2 separate regions of the Pan troglodytes genome follow, and region 1 is linked to region 2. The links are chromatin contacts, called in public HiChIP or PLAC-seq maps. All regions are on one chromosome and are shown on one strand. Each heading gives the region's core, a stretch centred on a gene start, on an enhancer-like site or on the middle of the called end of the contact. The rest is flanking DNA. Distances are from core to core; before and after follow the strand shown.

Region 1 (4,306 bases), core at 849-3,348, 270 kb after region 2:
GCCAAAAAGACGATTACGTCATTTCCTAAAGAAAACAAATATATGATATTAGAAAAATGTTTGTTGATAAGATATCTAATCAGTGGTTACAAGAAGGTTTCTGGGCACTGTTCTCAACAAGAAAACTTTTATTCTACTCCAGTTTATCTGCCCTCTCAAGCATAGTCCCACTAGTCCAATGGAGATGCCTAACATTATATCACAAGTTCAATGTTCAAAGTAGCAGAGAAATAGAAAGGATGAAAATGGGAAAAAGCAGCTGATCAAGAGAAACTGAAGCCAGTGGATTCTGCAAGGAGTCAGATTGGTTGACTTAAAAGAACCATATAAAGAAGATGCCTTATAACTATACTACATGTCCAGACTTGTCTTCCCCGAATCTAGCAATGCTGTCCCTTGTAAGGCTGTTTGGTTCATTACACAGATGCATCACACCAAGGATGCAGGGACACCCATTGTAGATATCTGACAAGGACATAATTAAGCATGTGAGCAGAAAATGCTGAATCCTCCAAGACCCTCCTCCTATGGGGCCATCCTCCAGAGGCTGACACATTCTTGGAGCTCAATTAGCACTCATTGAGACAGACTTTTGGAATTGTTTAATCAAACACAGGCCATCGTTAAAGTCAAGGCTACTCTCTGTATCCAGTTTGGACACAGCAGCAACAGGTTTGGCAGTACACTGCAAAATCAGGAGTCAAAAAGATTGGGAAAATATTCAGGGTCTGTAAGAGGCTCCTGCATCCCGGCAAGGGCTCCAAGAAGTCTGGTTCAGGATCCTGTCAGGCAAGCTCTGAGCAGCTCTTCCTTCCTTCCTTCACAGCATTGATCTTTAAGCAGCACCTGCTTCTGTAGGTACTCAAGAACGCTAAGACCCCCTAATGCCCACTGTCAGCATCAAGATTTACAAAAAAGTTAGTTTAACGATTGTCAAAGCAAAGAATTTCCAAGAACAAGTTAGCAAAGAAAGTAGACATTTGGAACACTAAGGTGAGGACCAAGATGAGGAAGGAGTACACGAAAGAACAGGCAGCTCAAGAGAGAAATTTCTGTAGTTTGAGACTGCTTTCCCAAGGAGGCATTAGGTTTATCAGTGGTCCCTGAAAAATGCTTGTGTGAGCTGTTTAGTGTTTAGGCCCTTGGAAGGGTACATTCGCTTCATAGAAAGCTGTGGCCTTGACAAAGAGAGGGGTGGGCGAATTAGGTAGGTGGGGAGGCAAGAAGAAGCCCCCTATGAGAAGAGATTGTCAAGTTGCACCTCTCCATGTTCATCAACGGGGAAGGAAGACTGAAGCAAAATAGAAAGGAATGAGTGGGCCTTGGGAGCGAACGTTGAGGCAAGCTACAAAGATTCCTAGGAATCAGGAAGCACTTTGGAAGACAGGTGATTCCATGGGGAGGAGGGGGTAAGGTGACTGGGTGAAGGCCGCAGACTTCTTAGGAACAAAACTGAGGTGCCGTCAGGGCTTTTGAGGGTAGGTCAAACTGTAGGGTAGCTGGGTCAGAACCTGGGGTTGGAAAGGGTGGTGCAAAAGGACAAGCTGTTAAGAATGCTAAAGGGAAGGCCACAGGGCTGGGAGAGAAGGACCAGGAAATGCAGAAGGACCGGCCATTCGGCAATGGGTTTGGGGAACACCGGGAGAGGCACACGGACAGCGAACAGAGGGAGGGCCCGGCAAGCACTGACTTTCCCGCAGCACGAAGAGATCCGTCTGCTTGTCGGAGTTGAGGTCCCCGAAAGCCGCAAGGGTGCCCCAGGCCTCGGCCCCAAAGAGCTCGGCCGTGACGTTGTGCAGCGCCCGCGCTGGGACCGGCCCGACTCCCAGTAGTGCAAGCCCTGCGAGGAGCGGCGAGAAGAGGGCCCAGGAGCTCGGCAGCCGGCCCGCCGCCGCCATGGCAGCCCCTCAGCCCCCGCCCGCCGGCCCAACGCCGCGCTTGACGACAGCCGCAAAGCACCGCGTTACCGGCCGAGAGAGTGGCGCGCAGCCCCGGGACGCGTAAGAGCCGCTGCCGGCTCCTTTTTCTCTCTCCCACTAGGGCTGCCCTTCCGACGCTAAAAAAGCAGTGGAGCTAGGGTGAAAGCCGCCCTCACGCTCACTTCCGGCAGGCGCGCCTCCCGACAGTGTCGTGCGGGGGGGCGTGGCCCGGCATTGCTGACAGGCGGCCCCGTGGGCGGTGGCCAAGGCGGCGGCCGGAGCGCGATGGCGGGGGCGGCGGGACTCACGGCAGAAGTGAGCTGGAAGGTCTTGGAGCGAAGAGCTCGGACCAAGCGCTCAGGTTTGGCTGGCTGGGGCGCCGCCCCCCACCCGAGTACCTTGGGTGGGCTTCCCCTCAAGCGCCTTGGCGGGAGGCAGGTGGGGGCCCTGGGAATGAACCTGTGCCCCGAGTTCCTCTTTAGAAAGCAGGTGGCGGCCCTGGCCTTGTTTCTAATATCTTCCTCCACCTCTAAAAATTAGGTGGCAGAGCCAGCTCCACTCTGTGTGTGCCCCCAACTGTATTCCGCTTGTGAGCCCCACTCGGAAAGTAGGCAGCGGTCCGGACTTCCCTTAGAGTCTTCTAACTTAAAAATCGGGCGGCGGCACATTCCTGGGAAAGGGAATGTGTCCTCCCTGTGAATGTTCTCTGCGAAAGTCAGATAGCTTAATCAGACCAAGTCAGATGTAACTACGATCTGGCTGCAGAAAGCCGGCGTCTGGGCTCCTTGCCTTACGTCTTATATCCCTTTTACATTCCCCACAGGTTCTAAGCAGTAGACCTGTCATCTGTCTAGCAGAAACTGAAGGAGACTAGGCCTCAGATCTTGAAGAGTATAGTTAGGGCTCAGAAAGAAAAGGGCTCCTTAAGTGGCCCCAGGTTGTGTGGTTTCCAAACCCGAAAGTATAGAGGTCAGAAGGTGCCTTGCAGGCAGTTTTAACAGTTCCAAGTGTCCCGAACTGACTTGTTCAAATTGCAACGTCATGACTTGTGGCGTTATTAAAACTTCCCGTATTCCTGGTTGGCTGGATATAATCTTGAACAAAAGGCATGCACTTAAACAGGAAAGGCGAAAGGCGGAATGCAGGTTTTCAGCTAAGGAGCTTCCCTTTTAAAGAATTGACGAACTATGTCATTATTGGGGGGCGGGTGTGAAAGGTGTTAGCTAGGAAAATTAACTTTGCACTTGCATTGATATTAAGAAATTATTTTCGGACGGGCGCGGTGGCTCACGCCTGTAATCCCAGCACTTTGGGAGGCCGAGGCGGGCGGATCACCTGAGGTCAGGAGTTCGAGACCAGCCTGGCCAACCTGGTAAAACCTCATCTCTACTAAAAATACAAAAATTACCTGGGCGTGGTGGCGGGCGCCTGTAACCCCAGCTACTCGGGAGTCTGAGGCAGGAGAATTGCTTGAACCTGGGAGGCGGAGGCTGCAGTGAGTGGAGGTCGCACCACTGCAATCCAGCGTGGGCGACAGAGTGAGACTCCGTCTCAAAAAAAAAAAAAAGAAATTATTTTCTCACCTAATATGTTCTCCTTACGTTTTGGGCTTTTCCTATTTATGAAGTTCTTAGTTGTCTGTTGTGCACACTGACTTCTTTTTTTTTTTTTGGAGAAAGTAAATCTAATTTCTGAAAATCTAATTTCAGAAATCATACACCCAACACTCTGTTTTTTTATACCTTACAAAAAGTTCAGCTTTATATACTTAGGGTTATAGTAAAATTACCATCTATGAAGTATGAGATAATTTTTTCAAAAAGTAGTCCTTAGTACTACTAAGAATCAATAAAGTGACTTGGAATAGTCACGTATTTGTTTCACACTTTTTCTTAAATTGTTTTTGTGTGATATAGAAATACTGAGTTGGCTACTAATGATGTGGCTATCTGGATATAAAAAGTGTTATTGGATTGGTTATGTCTGAACAAAGAGAGTAACTGGAGTTTTCTTACAGGGACCTGAGTACTGCCCCCAACATATATTTTTGCAACATTTCTCTTTAACTTTCATAAGCTCATAGAGTTGATTTTCTTCGTCAGTCTTTGTTTCCTCTGAAATGCATGTCATAACAGTAAGCTTTGAAAACCTTACTTCTCTTTTCTTAGCTGAGAAAAAAAATTCTAGTGTTAACTGTTGTTGAGTGCAGTTATTTAAATCCACTTTTATGTGCAAAGTGCATAGTATCAATGTTGAGTGTTCCTGTATGTTTACATCATAGTAGTAAAGAGATACCACTTGAAGTTATTCCTCCAAATTAATAGTTAAATTTGAGGTTTCAGATTCTTATAAGTATATGAAGTACAGAGGATAAAGTTAATAACTCG
Region 2 (4,011 bases), core at 946-3,445:
AAATAGTGTAGGCTAACACCGAAAAAAGAAAAGCCAGACACTATATTGTTTTCACCGTAGCTCTGCCATCACCAGAATCGTTTCCTGAAAGGTGCAAAACTCAACGCTTCACCACGATAGCCAGAGAGGGCAGTGTGCACCCACGGGAAAGGCAAAGGCAGAAACGCTGCAAATCCCTTCACCATTGGAGGAGGCTCTACCAGCCCCTACCCTATCCAGCTCGATTTTATCAAGTTCTGCAGGTAAAGCGGCGTGACAGATCTACGCGATTTCATCCGGGGGTGCTCTCGGATGCACGGTCAGTAGCATGCTGACAACCTTACCGTAGTGAGGGCGCAATCCGACAACGGCAGAAAATTCAGATAAGCAACACGATCAGAAATCCTAGTGTGCATACGGTTTATCACGAAAGAGTAAAAACATTCCTTTCCCAGGAATGACTGTAAAAATTAGGAGTTAGAGATATGAAAGCCACAGGATGAATTTCAGAGTTGTTTTCAATTGTAATAAAGGAATCACTATGGATTTACGGTTTGTGAAATATTCATCAGCTAGAAAGTCCTAGGTTACCTTAGTACAAGCTGTAGATACGTTTACAGTGGGGTAGTTAAACGTTTCGAATTACTGAAATCTCAATTCCGAATTTAGGAATATGTGGAGAGTAGACAATGTGTCCAATTAAAATAAGCAAAATTACACTGAACTTTCTAATAAAACAAATTTGAAAAAAGTGCTGTTAGGGAGCAGGAAAAAAGTCACTCTACAAATATTAAGATACAGTGCTGAGTTATACCTGACACCGTTAATAATGCCTCAGCCGTACCCTCGAAATTTTTTAAAAAAGAACATGTTACGACATTACAAACATGTCAGCTTTCAATTTAAATCAGCAGGGGGGAAAAGGGAAGTCCTTTACTGAGTGGTGGTGCTGTTTTCCCTTTGGAAATTGAAAAGACGATTTATTCAGCCCGAGTTTCAGGAGCAACTTTGTATCCCAATCCTAATTATCTATGTATATAAATTTTCATCTAAATTACCACCTCCTGGGAAATGCAAAGCGGGTGGAGTATGTTTTAGAGCTCTGTGCTCTGGGCAAGCCAACTGTTTTAATTCCCAGTACAACAAATTAGTAAGAACCGAACACCAGCGGCGGGGAATTCTGAGACCTCTGGCGGAGCGCGAGGAGCGCCGCGTCCCGGGAAGCACCCGAGCAGCAGCGCTCCCCGGGGGCCGGGACAAGCCGGGTCCGCGGCGCCCGCGCGCCGCCCCCGGAGCCCGCAGTGGTGCCGCAGCCTCCGTGGCCGCAGCAGGTGGGACCCGGCTGGCCCGGCAGGCCCCGTTCCCCGCCGCGAGGTGCAGGCGCCGCGGGGCTATTCGAAAACCGCTGCACGACGTCACGGCCGCGGTTTTTATTGTTCTCGTGGAATTACTTTTTGCCATCACATCTGGAGAAAGAGCGGCCTCCGCTCCACGACAGGAATCTCACAACTTTGCAAAGGGATGCGCGGAATTCTACGGAAGCGGCGCGAGGGCGCAGCCCGGAGGGCCCTGCTGGGCCCAGGGGCCTCCTGGCCGCCTTCCCGACCCGATCCCTCTTCCACACGCGCCCCGCGAACGTCGGCCGGACTCGCAGGGGTCAGAGGCGGCGCGCCCGGAGAGCCGGGCAGGGCGCGCGCCCCGCGGTCCGCTCCAAGTAGCCGCGAGCCCCGCCAGACAAAGAGGCGCGTCGGGTCCCGGGCGCGGGTAAGGGACGCAGAGGCGCGGGCAGGGCGGCGCGCCAGCCTCGGCCCGCAGGGGGCGCCGTCCGCGGCCCCAGCGCCGGTCCTTACCTTTGAGGACCGAGCAGAGCCGCTCCAGGGCCATGTTCCCGAGCTGCCCGGCGCTTCGCGAGGGGCTGAGGTAGCGGCGGCGGTGGCTCGGCGCTCACGGCTCGGCGCGGCGGCGACGGCCCCACTCCGTCCCCATCGCCGGCCAGCAGCTGCCTCCCCGCTCCCCTGAGGAGAGCTCAGGTCCTGCGGCCCGCCATGCCCGAGCCCCCCAGTGGGCTCCCGCGCGGCCCGAGCACCCCGACGGGCGCCGCCTCCTGCTCCGCGGCGCCCCGTCCCATCGACCGCCCGAGGGCCGAGGAGTGCGGACGCGCGGCGCGGGACCGGCGGGCAGCTCCGCCCGCGGCCCCGGCGCGGGATCCACTGAAGTGGCGGGCGCGGGGCGCCCAGGCTCATTTAAGCAGGGAGCGCGAGCGCCGCGTGCCGGCTGCGCCGCCTGTGCGCATGTGCCCGCCCCGCCCCGCGCCTCGCGCGCCCGCCGCGGCCTCGCGCCGTGGGACGGCGTCGCTCCCCGCCGGCTGCCGTTAGGGCTGGGAGCCGGCTGGGCGCGGGGGCCGTGAGGGCGCCTCTCGCCGTGGCTGCGCGGCGGCCTCGTCCGAGAGGCCGGCGCCGGGGCAGTGAATGGCCCGTGCCCAGCCGCCGCGCAGGGCGCCCGGGGCAGCTGGCCGAGCCCTCGATGCCTCCCGTCTGACGGAGGCGCCCGGGAAGCGCCGCCCACCTCGGCCCCGCACCCTCGCTGGCCTGCCGGGTCTCCGCCAGCCCTAGCAGACAGAGAGGGGCGCCGGTCCCTGGTCCCCCAGACCTCCATTCAAGGTCAAAACTTTGCCCAGCTCAGCCTTGCTCGACCCTGGGCAGGGAAGCGCGGACATCGGCAGAGGGAGCCCGAGGCTCTCCGTGCCCCTCGCGCCGGTGAGTTCCCGACCCGCGGCGCTGCCGGCGTTTCCCTAGCGCCCGCCAGGTTGACAGGCACTTTAGTACCAACTCCTCAGACTCCCCCTCATGAAGTAGGTTTTAGGGGATTGGAAAGTCGAGGCCAGAGAGGTGAAGCCCTTCGTCCAGAGCCGCGTAGCGAATGAGCGGCAGGGCTGTGCACCTCCCCCGGGGCTGCCCTCCTAGCAGCTAACCACTACGCTGGGCAGCTTCGCCAGCTGATGGGAGTCTCCAGGTCTGCCAACAACTGCATGGCTGTTGGTGGCATTCATGATCCTGCTTTATTTTCTCCATAGCGGTTATCACACTGATATGACCTTCCTCATTTATTTATTTGTTCATCCTTTATATCTCCCTCACCCTCACACCATTAAAATATCAGCTGCTTGCAGGCAGGCCGACTGCATTCATTTTTTTCACTCCACACATACGTATTGGGTGTTAATTATGTGCAGAAGACAATGATTGGTGCTGGAGATAACAACCGTGATCAAGGCCTTACCATAATAGAATATTTATGCCTGTCTCTGCGTGTAGTAGGAACTCTGTAAACGTTTGTCTAACCAATTGTAGCTAAAGACAATGTCAGGCAACTGAAAAATTTTTCAGGTGTTAAGCTCTTCTCTCTCACTTTGTATTCCTTCAAGAAAGGTACAAAAGCATAAATAATTCATGAGATTTACAAAGGAAAAACATACTTAACACCAATTAATATCGAGGTGTTTCACCCTTTGCCATGTGCTGTGAATGGGGGCATAAAAGATGGGTAAGTTTGGGTTCCTAAAGGTAACCACCTACTACAGTTAAGATCGCACACGAGAACCAATTAGGAAATAAAACATTTAAGAACTTTTTCCCACGGATATAAAAAGGTGGCTCACGCATGTAATCCCAGAACTTTGGGAGGCTGAGGCAGGCGGGTCACCCGAGGTCAGAGGTTTGAGACCAGCCTGGCCGACATGGTGAAACCCCATCTCTACTAAAAATACAAAAATTAGCTGGGCGTGGTGGCACGCGCCTGTAGTCCCAGCTACTAGGGAGGCTGAGGCAGGAGAATCGCTTGAACTGCACTCCAGCTTGGGCAACAGCGAGACTCCATCTCAAATAATAATGATGTAGCATATTAGTAGAATAGGAGAGTAAGAAGACAATATTAAGTATAGGTTACAGACAACAGTGAACCAAAAAAATTTGAGAGGAAGGGGCTCTCAAATTAAGAACATAATAGTTTCTTAATGTGAGGTTGTTGACTGAA

Evidence for each region. HiChIP or PLAC-seq counts read pairs in DNA pulled down with a chosen protein or histone mark.
Region 1: a contact with region 2 is called in an H3K4me3 HiChIP or PLAC-seq map of stem cell-derived excitatory neurons, with 9 times the contacts expected there. The contact joins the promoter of ITFG1 here to the promoter of NETO2 in region 2. A contact is called at or near these places in 1 of 7 Hi-C or Micro-C datasets (stem cell-derived neural progenitor cells) and 1 of 1 datasets of contacts at active chromatin or transcription factors (stem cell-derived excitatory neurons).

The regions. Positions count from the first base shown.
Region 1 is chr18:45,435,203-45,439,508 of NHGRI_mPanTro3-v2.0_pri, forward strand. ITFG1 (integrin alpha FG-GAP repeat containing 1) reads right to left here and starts at 2,099. Exons shown (of 18, transcript XM_520622.6): 1 at 1,691-2,099; 2 at 1-25. The coding sequence starts at 1,898. PHKB (phosphorylase kinase regulatory subunit beta) reads left to right here and starts at 1,982. Exons shown (of 32, transcript XM_063797099.1): 1 at 1,982-2,280.
Region 2 is chr18:45,166,922-45,170,932 of NHGRI_mPanTro3-v2.0_pri, forward strand. NETO2 (neuropilin and tolloid like 2) reads right to left here and starts at 2,196. Exons shown (of 9, transcript XM_016929793.3): 1 at 1,830-2,196. The coding sequence starts at 1,863. LOC134808753 (a long non-coding RNA gene) reads left to right here and starts at 2,309. Exons shown (of 5, transcript XR_010152344.1): 1 at 2,309-2,735.